Regions from separate parts of the Mus musculus genome. Here regions 1 and 2 are each linked to region 3. Evidence: chromatin contacts called from public HiChIP or PLAC-seq and promoter capture Hi-C data. All regions are on one chromosome and are shown on one strand. Each heading gives the region's core, a stretch centred on a gene start, on an enhancer-like site or on the middle of the called end of the contact. The rest is flanking DNA. Distances are from core to core; before and after follow the strand shown. Region 1 has its middle 33 kb from the start of Gm32462. Region 2 overlaps Gm32462 (a long non-coding RNA gene). Region 3 holds the start of Il18 (interleukin 18).

Region 1 (3,175 bases), core at 647-3,146, 100 kb after region 3:
ATTCTACTTTTAAAAAGGCAGTGCCAAAGTAATTGTTTTAAATTATATTTTGTGGAGTGTGTGTGTGTGTGTGTGTGTGTGTGTGGCAGGGCAGGCACCCGGGTCACAGTGTATAGTGACAGTCAGAGGTAATTTATGAGGGCTGGTTTTCTCTTTCTATCACACGGATCTCACTCGGGGACCCTGGAACTCTATGTCTTCTCCGTTCAGCACCCCCCACTGAAAGCTGGGATTATACGCGTGCCCCTCCACACCCCGCCCCATCAGAGCCTTTTAACATTTTCATAGACACTGTAGGCACCTACGCCGTGGGAGGTGGCTGTAGTATTAAATGTGAACCTAAATTATTAGGGTGCAGATCTGCCCACGCTTGCTGGCCAATAGATTTAAAGGTCAACATGCTTAGCCAATACTTAAACTGTAACCTTGCTGATGTAACCTGTGCCCCTAAAAATATAAAAAAATGCTTGTAATAGCCATTTGGGGGTCGCCCTCTAGTTACTGGCCTCAAGGGACTAATTGAAGGTTGACCCCAATGCGCCAGAAAATAAACCTCTTGCTTTTGCATGGAAAAAAATTATTAGGGCACAGAATCACTGTCTTCAGTAGCATGCAGGCTGATGGAACTCATTACAGCAGACGCACTAACATTTAACAAAACACCTTTCTGTTTAGGATTGTCCCAGCCACCTCGATTTTGTCTTTCTCTTCCTGAAAATTGGAGAGTAAAGTATGAGTGTCTTGGAGATGCAAATGGATGGGGAAAATATGTTTTAAATTGTATTTTGATATGACAGCTAGAGGTGTGAGTTAATACAGATTAGAAACAAAATGGGTGTATTGAGGAAATGTCTTTCAGTGAATGGAAGTTGGATTCTGTGAAGATGTCAGTGTGGATTCAAGTTTGTCATTATTTGTCTATTTTTCTTTCTTGCTACAAAATGTCAGTGTAAAAAGAAACAGTGATGAAAAATGATCTGTGTTGTCCTGTTTGAAAGTCTTTAAATACAGTAACTATAAATGCTCAGTCAGTATAGCTGCATAGATCTAAGGTTTAAAGGATTTAAAAGGAGCCTGAGGCTGAGTTCCACTGTCCTGACTGATTTGGATGGATAAACCTTGAGATGAATTTGAGGATGATGGTGGTGATGGTGATGATGTAGGTGTGGTGTGTGTATGTGTATACATGTTCCACGGCACACGTGTAGAGGTCAGAAGACAACTTTGTGGAGCCAGTCATTTCCTTCCACCTTTATGTGGGTTCTGGGGATCAGACTCACATCACGAGCTTTGCACGGCAGGCACTTTTCCCAGTGGGACACCTCGCTGCCCCTCCCACAGCTTTTGCTATGTGAGCCTGGGTATTCAATAGGCAGAGATGCACTCGAGTATAATCTCTTCCTTGGCTTACCCTTGAAGAGGCTTTGGTCTTTCATGTTTTGTTGAAATAGTTATTAAAACGTTGTTACAACTAAATAACGTAAATACTATTGAGGTCAGCTACAGAATTACTCAGAATTGCCTATATCCTTACTCTAACTGCTATAGATAAGGGAACTTGCGACCTGTGGACCATAACATTTTAGAGAAATTTGATGCGAAGACTTTGATCTTATATTACACATGGCTTGAAAGGTAATTTTATAACTTGCAAAAATGTGGCTCTCAGAGAAAATTTCGAGAAGGCTGATGTGCAGTAACAATGTATACAACCACAGGTTATGTGACAGGTATGGCACAGCGCGGCCAGTGCATAGTCACTGCAAGTGTTACCGATCAGCTGGCTGGAGTCCTTTGGTCAGCCGGATGTTGTGGGTGGGCGAAGAGAGGCTCTTCCATGTTGGCCTGGGAGCCCAGTGTATCTATCTATTCCGCAGTGTGGCGCTGCAGTACTGAGCTGTAGGCAGGAGCAGCAGAAGCAGCTGGTGGCGCCCTCTAGTGTCAGACTCTCGTGAATGCTCTGCACATTGAGATCCTTGGCTGAAATGGTAGAGAGCCTAGGCTACTAAAACCCTTAGTTTCTCAAGTGTTGCACCTGTTGTGTGAGCCCAGGGAGTGGAGATTCCCGAGTGAGTGCCTGCCTGTTTCAGCTTCTTGGCAGGCCTGGTTACGGCTGTGTTACGGCAGTGCTACAGCTGGTTCCCAGGATTAGGGTGTCTGAGACCCAGACCTAAATGTTTTACAGCTTTCTGGTTTACACTCTTCCAGTGACCAGAGTCTGAAGCTTTTCCTCCCTGGGTCTTTACATCTTTCCATTCTTCCCTAGCCTCAGTTCACTGACCTTTCTACTTCTGTCGTCACCTTATTCCTGCTTTGTCCGGAACTCTCTAGCCACCCCTTGCTTGGCTGTCAAGTGGCCGGCTACCTCTTTTTGCTTTTGCAGACCAGTCTGACAGCTGCTTAGCTCCGGCTCTGAGCTAAGCTGCCCCTCCACCACCGTTGCCTCTTATTCTGTCTGTCACCCAGCTGTCATGGCTGCTGCCACTCCTCCGGCTCTGCCATCTGCCGCTTCTTCCTTTGTGGTTCTAGCTCAGTCCAAGAACTGATCACTCAAGAGAAGCATTTTGTGGTCTGATATTGCAACACTGGGGGAGGCTGCACAGAGAGGGTCTAGTAGGTAACTGACCGAGTGAGCTGAGAAGCCTGCTGGTATAGCAAGAGAGAGAGAGGGGGGGTAGAGGGAGGGAGAGAGAGGGAGGAGAGAGAGGAAGAGTGGGAGAGAGAGAGGGGGAGAGAGAGGGGGGAGGGAGAAGGAGAGAGGGAGGGAGAAGGAGAGAGGGAGGGAGAAGGAGAGAGGGAGGGAGAGGGAGAAAGGCAGAGAGGGAGAAATAGAGGGAGAGAGGGAGAGAGGGAGAGGGAGTTTGTACCAATCACAGCACACTCCACATGAAAATGACTGTTGTATTTGCACCAATCATGCCCTTTAGCATCAACCATAGCGTTCCCTTGTTGGGTCCTGGGGCTTTCTCTGGTCTAGGTGGAAATGTTTCTATCATTTAAAGTTCACTAAACCTTGTGACAGCTAAAAAATTCAGTGCAAGTGGCTTAAATCCATCCTGCGTGGAGCCACACGTTCAGGAGGCAGAGCTAGCAGCTGTGATGGACATATACCCTTCCTTAGGGCTCAGCAGGGTGTTCAAAATGGCCGTGGTAGTCTTGCTGTCTGTTTGAAATC
Region 2 (3,115 bases), core at 216-2,715, 75 kb after region 3:
GGTTCAGTCCATTATCATCAAGGCGGGAACATGACAGCAACCAGGCAGACATGGTACAGGTAGAGCTGAGAATTCTACATCTTCATCAGAAGGCTTCTATGAGAAGACTGACTTTCAGGCAGCTAGGGTGAGGGTCTTAAAGCCCATGCTCACAGTGACACACTTCCTCTAACAAGGTCATACCTTCTAATAGTGCCACTCCCTGAAACCACCACAATTGCCATATAGACTATGTCTACCTTTGCTCAATAATATCATAACATTTTTGGATAATTATCAAACACTCTGACTGAGGATGTGGCTCAGTGGGTAGAGTGCTTCCTTAAGGAGCCCTAGGCTTGCTCCTCAGCAAACACATGCACTGACTATGGTAGTGCATGCCTATAATCCTGACACCAATTGGGAGATGAGGCAGGAGGATCAAAAGTTCTAGGTCCTCCTCATGTACACAGTGAATACATAAGACCCTCTCTAGGGACAGACAGCTAGATAGTCACACAAATATATAGACATTTTAGTGAAATATTTTCAGAATATAATAGGTGGCACAATGAAGATGCATTGATTCACATAGGTCATATACACTCTGCTGGTAATGTAGTATCATACTAATAGAATTAACACCAATATTATACTATCAACTTTTGTCATCAATAAAATTACATGAAAGAGAATAGTTTACTTATTATGAGTGAATATATTGGTAGTGATGCTATGCACCCCCAACAACAGAGATTTTCTGACTTAGTTCAGGTAAGAAGAGACCCAAACAAATCAGCAGTTCCTAGTGACCTCAAAGGTCTGGTGAGATGTGGGAGGAGGGGAAAGAGGTGAGTATTTTCAAGACTTCTTGAGCCAAACTGTACTTAAGTTGCTTTGATTCATTGCAGTTGTGAATCCTCATAGCAGCGGGCCATTGCAGGAATGGAGCTGAGAAGATACCCAGGGCCCTGAGCACAGCTAGCGTGTGCAGGGCTGATCAGACCGTGATTTCTGCCCCACCTCTTCACAGAGCGACTGGGGAGCGCACACTGGAACTTGAACCCAGGTTTGACTGGCTACACATTGCAACAAGCTTGTGACATCCCATCATGACATTTCCTACATATAGAAAGTGATCGGTTCAGGACAACAGGAAGGTTTGCCTTGGTTTTCTGAAATTGATGTTCTGGGGTTTTTATGATCATTTCCAAGAGTTTTCACTTACTGACTGTGAGTAAGAAGAGCTGTTTGGTCAGAGGTAGAGGAAGTAAGCTTTCTTGCTCTTTCATTCTGTTTATTTGTTTACTCAAGCAACTGTGCTCATCTGTGAGGGTGACTTTTTGCCACGGAGGGGGCATCTGGCAATGTCGGGGTGGGGGGTATTTGAGGCTGTCACATCTGCGGTATCTTAGGGTACAACTGGCATGTAGGAGGTAGAGATCAGGAGTGTTTCAACACAGACAAAAGCAGAACTGGCCTGAAATGTCAGTAATATGGAGATCACGAAACCCTGCTGTAGCGGAAAACCATTATCTGCCGAAATACTGTTTCAGTAGCAGCCAGTAAATCACCCTTATTAAATGTGTTTCCGTTCGTCAGAATTATGCTCCTGCCATCACTCCCAAGACACCATCAGAAAGTGGCTTCTAACCTTTGGAGGGGGAGATTCCGACGGGATTAAGAGGATTACCACCATCACCCATGCAGAGAAGAGGAGGCTCCTCTTCAGAGCGAGAAGGGTGGCCCCTGAGTGGTTGGCGACAGCCAGAGCTCTGATGTGGAGATGTGTGTTTGTGTCTCTGTGACTGTTGCCCTTGGTGAGTTCTCCAAATATCTCCCTGCCTTATTTCCTCTATTAGTGGGCACAAGGGGATTTCTCACTCCTTGTTTGTTGGGAGCTTTTAATGAGATAATATATGCAAAGACAAACCTCTCAATGAATGTTTGCCTTTCTTCTTATTACTGGAGAGACTCGACTGAGGTGGTGCCTGCGAGCTGCCCATTCCATCTCTGGAGGGGACTCCAAGTTTCCCAGGCTTCTTTCCCTTCTTGGGCAATGGAAGTTGAGTCAGGGCTGCATGTGCTTGTCACAGACACGGGGAGGAGGCTCGCCCAGCTGGGGCCCTTTACTGCAGCTGACATGGGGTGGAGCCGGGGAGGGGAGGTGGAAAGGAAGGCAACAAATTCCATTTCCTTGTGAAACTTTGTCAACAAAAGGCCATTATCTCAGTCTCAGAGGAAGATGGGGGGCAGAGAGGGGAGAATGAGCAGGGCCCAGGCTGGTGGAAGGTCCCAGAAATCTCATTAGTCTCCTCCAGGCAGGAGACACCTTCTCTGCCCCTAGGACCCTGGGTTTTAAAGCAAGACTATGACAGCTTGAGGAGATGAGACATTGGCTTGGCTGTCAAAGAATTAAGGACAGAGAGGGCCGGTAGGATGTTCTCAGCATGGACCTCTGGCTCCTCACTCACATCTGGCTTGGGTTTACAGGAGAAGGGCCCTTGTTACTTGCAAACCCCTGCCTTCCTTTGTGTTTTGTAGACATAAGATGATAGTTTTAGAGTTTTTTAAAGCTGGAATTATGCCAACCTATCACCCTTGTTTTTCTCTGCCAGAAGTATCACCTTCTGCACCATAAGACCACTGCAGGAAAGAGTGCAGGGGGTGGGGGCGTGGCAGGGCGGGGGTGTATTTCTGATGCGTGCAGGTGTGGGGTCATTGGCTCTAACTACCCCTCTCTTTTGCTGCTGCCTCGAAATACTGCATCATTTTCTGAGGTCTTGGGCTTCGGCGTTCTTTGGTTTGTCTCAGCCTCTTCATTCCTTTTCTTGTCTTCCCGCTGTATTCCGGTTGTAGGGGAGGCTGCTGGAAAGTCGGTCGGAGAGAAACAGAATCTTCTCCGTAGAGGCTGAGGGATGGCAGCTCTGGTCTACACAGGTCCATGTATACGTTCCTTCTATCCACTTGGATCATCTGTGGACACTCCCTGTCGTGATGTAAATGAGGAATCCCCTGGGAGCTTGTGTCAGAGAGGTGATGTCCGCTTGCTCAGCATGCCGGGGTTAAGCAAGTGCAAGGGTATGAGTGTACAGTAAGCTAAGTGCTGGTTGTGATTCAGGGTTGTAGATGTCCA
Region 3 (3,009 bases), core at 168-2,667:
TCTAATATAAGAATAGGGCACCACAAGGAATTTGTATTTTTAAATTAGGCAGTATCTTTTTACCTGGATGCTTGTAAACTTGTAAATTTTCATTCCATCAAGTTACATGTTTGTTTGAGGCAGGACCTATGAAACCCTGGATGGCCTAGAACTCACTCTGTAGGCCAGGCTGTCCTTAAGCTCTCAGAGAATTCCAGCTGCTCTGCATAGATTGCTAGAATTAAAAGAAAAGAAAAAACAATAACAAAATAATGGGGTGCTGAATCTCATTTTTTGTTATTTTTGCTTCCAAGCAGTGTTTGTTATTTAGGTTCTCAAAGATACTTGTTAAAATAATAAAATTATGTACTGTGATATGTATTTATGGTCTCCTGTCTGTGCTTTATTGTGAGAGAATGCTTTTCATAAAACTAATGAATATCACCTTTAATTTCAGCACTCAGGAGGCAGAGGCATGTGGATCTCTGTGAGTTCGAGATCAGCCTGGTCTACAGAGTGAGCTCCTAGACAGCCAGGACTATACAGAAAGACCCTGTCTTGAAAACCCAGCTCAACGCAAACTAAACCAAAAACAACGCCCCTCCCACCCCAAACACCTAATGAATGTAAAAGAAAAGGGATGAGAGGAAAGGGAAAAGGGTGAGCTATTGCCTGCCAGTCTAAATTGAAACTTCATTCTGTCTGAATCATTTCAGAGGAGAGAAGTTGTACAATGAACCCCTGAATCTGGTTCCATGGACTTAGCGGCAGGTGGGGGCAAATTCCAATAAGGAATGGTTAAGGAGGGAGGCTATTATTGGTCCAATTTTAATGTCAAAGGTTAGAGTTGGTTAGGACACTTGCCATAGAACTGAGACTAAGTTAGTGTTTTGAGCCCCGCCTCTCCTTTTCCCTCCCCTCCAGTCCCATTTGATCTCAGAGCCAGGGACAACCCAGGCTCATTATTTACTTAATCAGGCCAGTGGCTGCAGATTCAGAAATCTCAAGACCTGAGTTAAGAACTGAGTTAAATACTATTTCTCAACTGTTTCTGCGTTTCCTCAGCAGCCTTCTTGACACCGCAGGGTTCTTCCTGTGGCAGTGTACCATCGCCCAGGTAGGGGACTCCCCTCTACCCGTTCCTTTCCTGGGCCACTTACCAGTCTGCAGTTGGACTGCTGCGCCCGGGGCCTGAGGATTATAGCAGGCTTCCAAAGCCTCTTTGTGTGATGCAGGCAGCACACCACAGGGGAGAAGTGAAAGCAAGCTTGTTTTACCAACCACAGGATTGGTGTACTCATCGTTGTGGGAACAGCCAGTGTTCAGTCAGCTAATGTGACGCACTGGGGCAGGATTCAGCCCAGAGATCTGATTTGTCCTGGATGCCTCAAAGGGTTTTTCTCTATCCTGAGTTTTCCCAGCTGAAAACCACTGCTTTGTATTCGGATGCAAATGTTTGGTTCTCCTATTTGCATTCTGGGGAACTGTCTCAAACCCTGTGGTTTTTGTTCTGTAGCTTTCTATTATAGTTACTACTTCAAGGATTTATTTTCAGTGATTGGTTAATTATAGAACTGCCAGAAATGGCAACAATATGCACAGTTAATTATAAAGTTATTTAACCATAGTAACTTATATAGTATGCTGTATTGTATGTAAGGCAGCATGCTAGGTGCTAGGAGTGGGGAGGTATAGCTAGACTTTGTATTCAAAGAATACTGCCAGGAGAGGTTGTAAAGTGCACTGGCCTTTTATCACACAGGACAGCAAGATAAGGGCCACCAGAAAGCTCTCCGAAGTTGTAGCGAGGAAATGGGAATTCGGTGCTTAAGAAGCAGGTGACCCAGAAATTGGAACTTGAAGGTTGAGTTGCATATGCAAGTTTCATCTGAAGGAGATGAGAAATATCCTAAGTGAAGAGAATAGAATGGTCATGAGACTAGGGAGCAATCCAGCTAGGCTGGAGTGAACAGCTAGGGTGGGCTGAGGGCCATACGAGGTCTTTAAGTGCCTCGCCTGCTCAGGTAGTTTCAACAATTACAAGTGATTTGTGATTGAATGGATGGAATTCACATGGAGGAATGAATGATGCAGCCAGATTTACATGTAGGAGATTTAATATTCACATTATTGCACTGGTGGAAAAGCATCTTCCCCGCTCATCCAGATAAATTAGAATCTCTAGACCTGATGAGAGCTGGAGGCAATTGTCTGAGGTCTCTAACCCTTAAGATGGTCCAGTGGCTCCAGGAACTCATCTCACTAAGTTTCTCTTTCCAGACTTCAACTGAGAGGCTGCCAAGAAAGAGTCAAGGGCCTGAGTTAGGCAGCAGGAAGTGACACATAGGAAGGAGAAGTTGAGGTACCAGGGCTGAGGAAGATGGGCTTCGGATAGGAAAAAATCTGTAGTCCCAGGAGAGAGACTGATGAAGACAGAGTTACCCGTGCAGAATTTTGAGCCTGGGGAATTTATATGTAAGCCACAGAGTCATCTTTTTTTCAAATTTCCCCTACTGGCCTGTGCCACTGGGGTCAGAAGAACTGTGCTGTAAGGAGAGTGAGCAAAATGAATTCAGTGCCCACAGAGAGACTGAAGCGAGATGTTTGCTGGTGGAAGAGCTGATTCAGAAGAGGAGATAAAGAGTTGAGAGTCGGGTCGAAGACATAACTGGAGAACTTACGAATCAAGATGAGATTACTAAGGGCCAACGTTGAAATTAAAGGGTAAAGGTCCAAGGTTATACTTTGACATTTCCTTGGTGATAAGAGGTCAGTAGAGGAGATTAACATTTGCTAAGTATCATTGCATTTCATTATGATGGGAGGTCTGAGTAGGAGTCATTAACCTCTCTTAACCCTTATTTTATTTTCGATAAAACTTGAGGTTTGGCAGGGTTAAGATGTTTGCCTAAAGTTACCAGCTAATGAAGAAGGAAGCTGACGGGAAGCAGAATAGTTAAACAGCAGCAAAGTTAAAAGAGCAGTTAAATGTTAGAATAGCTCATCTCCCAAGCCAAGAATGGAAACAGG

Evidence for each region. Promoter capture Hi-C pulls out the DNA fragments that hold promoters and counts their contacts. HiChIP or PLAC-seq counts read pairs in DNA pulled down with a chosen protein or histone mark.
Region 1: a contact with region 3 is called in an H3K27ac HiChIP or PLAC-seq map of microglia, with 8 times the contacts expected there. The contact joins the enhancer-like site here to the promoter of Il18 in region 3. A contact is called at or near these places in 7 of 39 promoter capture datasets (3T3-L1-derived adipocytes, the C10 cell line, liver and 4 more), 2 of 15 datasets of contacts at CTCF or cohesin (CD8 T cells and the NIH/3T3 cell line), 1 of 484 Hi-C or Micro-C datasets (forebrain), 8 of 115 datasets of contacts at active chromatin or transcription factors (CD8 T cells, the HPC-7 cell line, bone marrow-derived macrophages and 3 more) and 4 of 9 other capture datasets (adipose tissue, liver, macrophages and 1 more).
Region 2: a promoter capture Hi-C map of macrophages shows a contact between it and region 3, with 6 read pairs. The contact joins the enhancer-like site here to the promoter of Il18 in region 3. A contact is called at or near these places in 5 of 39 promoter capture datasets (the C10 cell line, liver, macrophages and 2 more), 2 of 15 datasets of contacts at CTCF or cohesin (CD8 T cells and the NIH/3T3 cell line), 1 of 484 Hi-C or Micro-C datasets (forebrain), 5 of 115 datasets of contacts at active chromatin or transcription factors (bone marrow-derived macrophages, effector CD8 T cells, embryonic stem cells and 2 more) and 4 of 9 other capture datasets (adipose tissue, liver, macrophages and 1 more).

What each region holds. Positions count from the first base shown.
Region 1 is chr9:50,451,347-50,454,521 of GRCm38.p6, reverse strand. No RefSeq gene overlaps it. Among named protein-coding and RNA genes, the nearest start is that of Gm32462, 33 kb to the left of the region's middle. Within about 2 kb of position 1,896, at least 108 of the 459 cell types and tissues checked have an H3K27ac peak or open chromatin away from gene starts, as enhancers often do. A contact at or near this core is called in CD8 T cells, the HPC-7 cell line, adipose tissue and 4 more, where this site is marked.
Region 2 is chr9:50,478,006-50,481,120 of GRCm38.p6, reverse strand. Gm32462 (a long non-coding RNA gene) reads left to right here. Exons shown (of 5, transcript XR_379369.2): 2 at 891-1,048; 3 at 1,582-1,799; 4 at 2,839-3,015. Among named protein-coding and RNA genes, the nearest start is that of Gm32462, 6.5 kb to the left of the region's middle. Within about 2 kb of position 1,465, at least 60 of the 459 cell types and tissues checked have an H3K27ac peak or open chromatin away from gene starts, as enhancers often do. A contact at or near this core is called in the NIH/3T3 cell line, adipose tissue, macrophages and 2 more, where this site is marked.
Region 3 is chr9:50,553,108-50,556,116 of GRCm38.p6, reverse strand. Il18 (interleukin 18) reads right to left here and starts at 1,417. Exons shown (of 7, transcript NM_001357221.1): 1 at 1,140-1,417. Bco2 (beta-carotene oxygenase 2) reads left to right here and starts at 979. Exons shown (of 12, transcript NM_133217.3): 1 at 979-1,096.